Linked DNA regions of Pan troglodytes: region 1 is linked to region 2. Evidence: chromatin contacts called from public HiChIP or PLAC-seq data. All regions are on one chromosome and are shown on one strand. Each heading gives the region's core, a stretch centred on a gene start, on an enhancer-like site or on the middle of the called end of the contact. The rest is flanking DNA. Distances are from core to core; before and after follow the strand shown. Region 1 holds the start of NDUFA4L2 (NDUFA4 mitochondrial complex associated like 2). Region 2 holds the start of B4GALNT1 (beta-1,4-N-acetyl-galactosaminyltransferase 1).

Region 1 (4,322 bases), core at 1,326-3,825, 390 kb before region 2:
CGCGGGCGGGAGCGAGCTATGTACCCGTCTCTGGGATCGTCGGGGTACAGGGAGGGAGAGGGCGCTTTCTAGGGTCCCCCTCCCTTTCCTTCTCGCTGATACTTCCGCTTCCCCTACTCTGACAAGCGCGGCTGTAATTAGGCTGCGGGGTCCCGGGCTCTCCGCCTCCCTCCGGCGGATAATGAGATAAAGTGTCAGAGACACGGCGAGAACAAAGAGACAGAGACTCGCTGCGATGTGTAGGGGGGGCGGGGGAGCGGGGCTGACGGGCTGTCAGAGCCTCCAGCAGCCCAGCCCTCCCGAGAGCCCGCGCCTCCAGGGCCCAGGAAGGGAGGGCGTGTCCTGTCACCCGCGCACCCCAGCCCTCCAGTCTCTGGGACCAAAAAACAATCCCAGAGCTCAAACTCGAGCGGCCGCACAACTGGGCTGCACATCTGGTTCTCTGTGGCACAGCTGGGGAGCCAGGACGCCGGAAGGGGCGCCTGGTCCTTGCGCCTTTGCTCACAGGCCCTCGCCTGCTTCCTTGTGCCCTCTGTTCTGAGTTCCGGTGACCCCGGCCAGGTCCCAAATTCTCCGTCGCGCTCCTTTTCCAGAGCCGCCGCTCTCCCTCCGGCCTTGGGCCTCCGCCCCGCTCACCGAGATGCAACGTTACATTATTGCCTCCGCTCCGCCTCTCCGCCACTCTCTGACCCTTCTCCTGCTTCTGGTCCCTGTCTCTGTGAATTTATTTCTAAGCCCCCTTCCATCTTTGGTTCCCGTCTCTGGCTCGTGGCCCATGGGGCCGATCTGGAATACAGGACTCCTTGGGTTCCGGATCCCATCTCTCCTCGCTCCCCACACTTTCCCACCACGAGGACTCAGGCCACGCTGGCCCAGCGGGGTGAGGGACCGCAGGAGTCATTAACCGCAGATTAGGCGCGGCCCGGGATCCCGCTGGGACTGGACTCCAAGCGCTAATCCGCACCAGGATCCCAATCCGCGCGCTGGCTGCACAGAGGGTCAAAGGCAGCGGGACTCAGCGGATCGAGCGTGTTGCAGGGGCCGTGGGCTCGGGCGCCCCCTGGAGGCCGAGCGGCCCCCAAGCTCGGGGAAGAGGCCTTGGGCACCCCCTGTCGGGCAGTGCCGACCCTGCACTCCCGGCGTTCGGGCCGCTAAGTTGGTGCCTGGAGTGTCCGTCCACGCCCAGCCCGTCACTCCGCCACTCCCGCCGCCAAGACAGTGGGTCCCGCAGCCTCCACTCTTCTGGTGTGAGATGGGACCGGAGGGCGGAGAGGGGACGCGGAAGCTCCTATCTCTCCAGCCACAATCGGCACCCAGGGTTCAGGCGGGTTCCTCTTCTGGGGTTGGGCATCCTCAGATGCCTGGGGGCTGGGGAGGCGGGGGCTTCATCTCTGCTTCTGGGCTGCAGATTCGAGATTGCCCTAAGCCCTCTGACCCGGCCTGTCCTAGCCTCTGGCTGCCCTTCTTTCTGCCTCTTGTTCTTTCTGCCTTCTGTCTGCTTCCTGTCTCTGGGTATGTCCATCTCTCTCTTCCCTATTCTGGCTGTGTCTGTCTGCTCTCCCTCTTGCTGCCTTCCCTACCTGGCTTTGTCCCTCTGCATCGGTTTTTCTGTGTCTCTTTGTGTCTCGCTCCCTCCCTCCACATCTCTCCATCTCACTGTGTCTCTCTTTACTAATGCCTCTCTTTGTCTCTGTCTTTATCTCTGTCTCTCCCCAACCCCACTCCCCAGCTCTATTCCTATTCTCTGGGTTGCTGCCTCTGGGGACTGCAGCAGCCCAACAGGGCAGCCCGGAGATGCCTCGGGGCACTGCCCGGGGTCCTCCTCCTGGTCACCTCCACATGCCCGTCAACTCCGCGCAGCGTTGATCTTCCCGCTGCGGCTGTGGGACGTGGAGGGGCGCCCGGAAAGGAAGACACAGGGCCCAGCATCTGCTCGGGAGCCCCAGGGCCCCTGACCCCCTCTGCCATTATTAAGGGCGCCGGGTCCCGAGGCACCGAGATGATCATGATTGCATCAGCCAGACAGAAGCGGAGCCGGGAGCTGCGCGGTGAGCGAACGAGTGAGACAAAGACGCCCGCGCCATCTGTTTATGCAAAGCGCTCTCCGCCGGGGACCCCGGCGTCCCGGCTTCTGGCCGGGCTTGGGGCAAGGGTCATAAGCCCATTCCCACCCGGCGCCCCCACCGCGCCTTGGCTTCCCCTCTCCTCAGCACCCAGAGGGGCCGCTGGGCGAGCGGAACGGAAAGGGGGCGGGGGTGTTGATGTGATTGGAGCGGACGCGGCTGTTTCTTCAATAATGGATGGAGATGATGCGGTCGGCGAAGCCGAGCTGGCCGGGAGAGGAGAGAGGAATAGAAATGGGGAAAGGAAGGAGTGGGGGCGGGAGACTCACCCCGGCGCGCGCACACACACACACGCGCGCGCGCACGTGCGTCACACTGTCATTCGGATACACGCCGCCGCGCGGCTCACACCCAGGCACACGCCTACGCACTGTCACCGAGACACACATACCTGCAGGCGGAGACGCGATGGCAACACACACTCCCCGCTGGCTCTTCCTGATTTTCACACATACACAGACCTGCAGGCGGAGACGCACGGAAACGCCCCCACGCGGAGGCACACCCGGGCAAAATCACCCAGATGGGAGCTGGGGACGGGGAAGTGGACAAACCCGACAGATATAGACACACTCAGGGGCACAGACACACACCCGGGCACAGAGTCGGACACACCTGGGGCTCAGGTAGACACACCTCACATACCCAGGGAACAAACGGACACACACAAACCACACGCCGGAGATACAGACGTCCATAATTGCCAGGGGCACGGAGAGCCCACCCACGCCCACTCAGAGGCTAGCACACCTTAGCATATGCAGGAGTTGCCATCTGTGCCCTGCGGGGTGGAATGTGGCAGGGAGGTCGTCAGGGTCTCCGGAGCAGGCCTTGTTAGCCTAGCAGTATGATGAGGTCTTGGTGACAGGAGGCGCTTGGGGCTGTGGACTAGGAGGCCCGTGCACCAGGGCTTAGCTGTCTGCAAGCTTCCTTGACTGGCCCCTAGGGCGGGTAGCGCCGACGTTGGGCTGCCCCTGAGCAGCAGACCCGGCGGACCTCACTGACCCAAATCGGGCAGTTTCGTGGAGGCAGAGCCTAAAGGGAACACTGGAGCTGCACCGGGAGATTCTCAGGATCCCCAACACTGCTGCTGGTGGGGTTTATAGAAAGGGTCACTCTGTACTCTGCCTTTTCCCCCCGTGCTGCCCAGTCTTCCAACTTCAAGGGGCACGTGTGTGTGTGTGTGTGTGTGTGCGCGCGCGCGCTGAGTGGAGTGGGCAGTGGAGGAGGTTGGGGTGCCGGTTGTCTTGTACCCTAGTACCGGCCCTTCCTCGGATCTGTTTTCAATTCAGTCTGCTCCTTGGCCCAGACTTATGACCTTTGCAGCATGCGGCAGTATCATCCATCACCCAGGCGCCGCTTAGGGGGATGGAGGGCGCTGGGAGCTCACATAGGGTCGCTGTCACGCCTGCCGCCCTCTCTGGGGACCTGCTCTCCGGCCCGCGGGCCAGGGCTTAAGAGTCTTGGTGAGTAATGACGGGAGGGTGTGACCGTGGGGCTCGATCGGGACACTGGGTCACATGTCCCCACCCCTGGTACCCTAGCACCCCTCCTAGTTCAGCACAGCCTGTTTCCCCGCTTTTCCCGCCCCCCTTCTCTCGGGCCCTTTGCTTAATTTCCTATTAACTGCTGATAAATCCAATTAAACCGCCGCTCTAATTAGGGACAGCTGCCGGCTCAGTGAGGCTAGGGAGGGGGGCGCCCCCCGAGTGTTGGGGGAGAACAGCCGCTCTCCCTGCTTCTCGGCATCCGCACACCAGCATTGCCGCCCAATGAGCCAGTAAATTGGTTTTGCCTTAGCATTGGCGGGGGGCTCTCGAGGATCTCGGGGGGCTCTGATTTTGAGTCCCTCAGACCTTGATGAATAGAGACGACCCGAGCCCTCGCGGTCCCTCCCCTCATACATTCCTGGTAGGTGGATTTCAAGGAAGGATAAGGACAGAATGCTTGATTTGCGTGTGGTTGGTGTGTGTGTTTGCCTGTGATCTGTTCCTATTCCAGCTCAATCGCGATTAAAGGGGGGGTCTTCTTTAATGACTCCGCCCCCACCCCCTCAGGCATCCGGGACCGTCAAGGGCAAAGGGAACAGAAAACTGAACCCGGTTCTGCAGAGTCTTCTTGTGTGCTTCCCTACCCCCATCACACCTCAGCCTTCTGGAAGGGGGGCGCGCCCGTCCCAGGCCTCCTCTTCCCCAGCCC
Region 2 (3,946 bases), core at 423-2,922:
ATCGGATGACCCATCCCCTAAATCTGGATTTTAGAGTTGTAGGATAGGGCCAATCACCAGGATTTCAGGAGCTGCCTACCCACCAACCAGGACCCCACCTGGAGCCTCTTCTCATACCTGAATCAGGACCTCAGGGAGTCTTTCAGGGCCCTCCCTTGACTGCACAACCTCCCACGCCCATCCCCATCCTTATCCCCATGGCAAGGTTCAGGGAGAACAGATTTTCCCCAGCCCAAGCCTCAGCAGCCTCCCACTTCCACCTCCCACTTCACTCCACACAGCCCGTTAGGAGAATGCAGGCATCTGAGCCCAGCAGTGGAGGAAACAAAAGCCCCCAGACCACCCCCAGCGAGCGCTGCGCTGCGCCGCCGCGGTCGGCACTCACCCCACTACTTGCTCCTTGATCCTGACCGGGATGTGTGCGTAGCGGGGCTCAGGAGCAAGATCTGGCAGCTCGGGCCTGCGGGGGCTTTGCGGGGGCGCCCACGGCGCAAGAGGTACCCGGAGGCCGGGCGCGTCCCGGGTGCTCGCGTACAGGAGCCCCAGCGAGGCGCAGGCGAGCAGAAGGACCAGAGCGCACAGGGCCCGGCGGCCCAGCCACATCCTAGGTGGGGGTAGGATGGGGAGTGAGAAAGGGAGGGAAGAAGGGAGGGCAAGGGATGGGGCCCTTGGCCCCCGCGTCCTCAGAGGCTCCTGCCGGCTCCCAAGAGCGCTCTCCACTCCACACATCGCGCTAGGGTTTGCACTGCCAGCCGCGGTTTTCCCAGTACCCCTCCCCTCACTTCCCAGGCCCCAGGGTCTCCCGGCCTCCTTTCTTCTCGCCCTCTCCTGCATCTCGGTTTCCTCTCACACCCGAGGCCTGGCATCTTAATGCTGAAGACATTTGGATGCCGCGGTTTCGACGCGGCCGTGCGTGAGCGGAAAAGCCCCGCTCTATCAGGGCAGTGGCAGTCCCCAAGCCCGCCGCCCGCCCTGGCCGGCGCGCCCCCGACTCCTCAGTCCGAGCATCGCCTGGGCCGGGGTGGGCTGCGGAGGGCGGCTCCACACCTAGCCTGTCAGGAAAAAATGCAGAATCACGCCCGTGCTGGCGGGCGCCCCCGGCGGAGGTGACCCGATGAGTGGCCTCGGGAAGCGGCGCGGGGGACAGGGTGGACCGGGAAGCGCGCCTCCTCCCGCCTCCTCCTCCTCCCCTCACCAACCAATCCCACCCGCCCCCCACCCCCGGGCACTGACCTGTCTAACGCTCTAAGGCAGCGGCAAAATTTCGGTCCGGGCTGTGCCGGGCTCTCGCCCCGGCCTGAGGGTCCTCATGGGGCTGGGGGCTGCCCGATGGGGGAGCTGGGCATGAGCCTGAGGGTGTGGGGGACCCTCCTGCCTCTGGAGCGCGCCCGATCCCTCCCGTCTTGGAACTCCCGGGGCTTTTGTGGAGCGCGGCGCGGTGGTGGTTCTGGGCGTTTCCTGCCCGGGGGCGGTTGGCGGGGCGCGACGACCAAGTTAAGAGTCTGTTGCACCCCAGCCCCGGGGCAAAGCCGGGGATCCCTGGCTCCGCGTCCCACTGGCAGCGCGGGGAGGGCTCTGGCCGCCGCCCGGCTCTTCGCACCGCAGCGCAGCGCGGCTCAGCTCCCGGCTCGTTGCGGCTGCTTCGGCTCCGCGCGGGGAATGCGAGCGCCCCGGCGCCTTCTAGTGGGCGCGGAGGAAACTGCGGGGGCGCGGAGCAAACGCGGGAAGGTCCTCGCTCACAGCCCCCAGTCCTTAGCCTCCAAACACTGGCATCTCAATCGCCTGCTCCCACGACATCCATTCCGTTGCCTGCTCGTTCTGAGCTTGTAGGCAAGGATGGGCAAATAAGGGCTTTGGGAGGAGGTAGGGCGGAAGCGCGCTAAAACTCAAGTCAAGTTTGAATGTTAGGGTGAAGATAAAGGAAACAACCCCTGGAAAATAAACGCTCTGCCTGGCTAACAAAGAATGAGGCACAGCCTCCCTCTCCCCCTCCTCCCCGCCCTGCCCCCCATTATTTAACAGACACTCAAGAGATACACACTGGGTAATTGAAGGCCCTATTTCCCCGAACTGCCGCTTGGTGCAACCTTGCAGGAGGAAGGGAACCCCAGAGAGGCCAGATTGGCGGTAGTTCTGCTTGCAAGCCTTAGGTCATAGCCTGATACCTCACATTGCCGAGAATCGGAGTTCTGTGGCTCCATGGTTCTAATAAAAGATGCATCAAGATTCAATAGGAAAAAAAGATATAACAAGAAATATAGAACATAACGAAAATATGTGTGTGTGTGTGTGTGTGTGGTGGATTATTGAATGAATGAATTTTATACAAACAAATGACTAATCAGCTGGGGGGAAAGTGGAATCTCTACCCTTCTTACACCAAAATTCCAAATGTATTAAATATTTTAATATTAAAGGTGAAATCATAAAAGTAGTGAAAGAAATCATGAAACCCGGCGCAGTGGCTCATGCTTGTAATCTCAGCACTTTGGGAGGCTGAGGCGATAGGAGACCAGGAGTTCGAGACCAGCCTGGGCAACATGGTGAGACACCCCCCCCCCCCCGTCTCTACAAAAAATTTAAAAATTAGCCCAGCAAGGTGGCTCACACCTGTAGTCCAACTACTTAGGAGGCTGAAGTGGGAAGATTGCTTGAGCTCGGGAAGTTGAAGCTGCAGTGAGCTAAGATGGTGCCATGGCACTGTAGCCTGGGTGACAGAGCGAGACTCTGTCTCAAAAGAAGAAATCATGGAATTTTTGTTTTGTTTATGATCTTGGAGTAGGGAAGAGATCTCTAAGCCAGATGTAAAGGGAAATATTAATAAATCTGACTATATGAAAAACTTGAGTGAAGAAATTAACATACACTAAATTTGAGAGAGAAATGACAAACTGTGAAAAAATATTTGTAACATATAAGACAGGTATACTTTATCTGGTTGGTGCCCCCAGCGGAGATGACCAGGAATGAATTATGAACCATTGAAAACATAGGAATCCCTGACTCCACACTGATAATACATAGATAATTAATTAATTAATTAAATGAATGAAGGAGAAGGGAGAATGCCAATTAATAAATGTGGAGGGAGCTGATGGAGTTGGAAAATAACTATTTTTTAAAATTTTATTTTATTATTATTATACTTTAAGTTTTAGGGTACATGGGCACAATGTGCAGGTTAGTTACATATGAATACATGTGCCATGCTGGTGTGCTGCACCCATTAACTCGTCATTTAGCATTAGGTATATCTCCTAAAGCTATTCCTCCCCCCTCCCCCCATGACAATAACTATTTTGCAACCATCAATGTAAAAGTTGGTTTGGGCAAGAATTATCAATGAATGCTAATTCTAGGGGGAAAGTTTGACAGAAGCAGCATATGTACATAGCTTAAAGTATCTCCCCATAGTTGGCTTATTCGTTGCAAGAGGAAAAATTGTAACCGCGCAGTGGGAAAACCAGACAGCACCTTGACTTGGTGGCCAAAACTAACATCACCAATGAGGGACAGAAGAATATCATGTGCCTCCAGAAATGCTCCCCAGAGAAAGCATGACATCATTTATGTAGTGATGTGGCTGGGAATACATAACTTGATTTTAAATACAAAGAAACAGACAGACCCCAAGTAAGGAATATTTTCTCTGTATAAAAGAAACAGGCTGGGCACGGTGGCTCATGCCTGTAATCCCAGCATTTTGGAGGCCGAGGTGGGTGGATCACTTGAGGTCAGGAGTTCGAGACCAGTCCGGCCAACATGGTGAAACCCTGTCTCTACCAAAAATACAAAAATTAGACGGGCATAGTGATGAGTGCCTGTAATCCCAGCTACTCTGGAGGCTGAGGCAGGAGAATCGCTTGAACCCTAGAACCCAGAGGTGGACGTTGCAGTGAGCCAGGATCGCACCACTGCACTTCAGCCTGAGTGACAGAGCAAGACT

Evidence for each region. HiChIP or PLAC-seq counts read pairs in DNA pulled down with a chosen protein or histone mark.
Region 1: an H3K4me3 HiChIP or PLAC-seq map of stem cell-derived excitatory neurons shows a contact between it and region 2, with 2.1 times the contacts expected there. The contact joins the promoter of NDUFA4L2 here to the promoter of B4GALNT1 in region 2. A contact is called at or near these places in 1 of 7 Hi-C or Micro-C datasets (induced pluripotent stem cells) and 1 of 1 datasets of contacts at active chromatin or transcription factors (stem cell-derived excitatory neurons).

Annotation. Positions count from the first base shown.
Region 1 is chr10:38,790,691-38,795,012 of NHGRI_mPanTro3-v2.0_pri, reverse strand. NDUFA4L2 (NDUFA4 mitochondrial complex associated like 2) reads right to left here and starts at 2,575. Exons shown (of 5, transcript XM_063786476.1): 1 at 2,515-2,575. It overlaps LOC134807528, which reads left to right and starts at 236. Exons shown (of 3, transcript XM_063786178.1): 1 at 236-485; 2 at 895-2,048. The coding sequence starts at 236. The coding sequence ends at 1,955.
Region 2 is chr10:38,396,846-38,400,791 of NHGRI_mPanTro3-v2.0_pri, reverse strand. B4GALNT1 (beta-1,4-N-acetyl-galactosaminyltransferase 1) reads right to left here and starts at 1,672. Exons shown (of 11, transcript XM_063785523.1): 1 at 1,234-1,672; 2 at 386-604. The coding sequence starts at 603.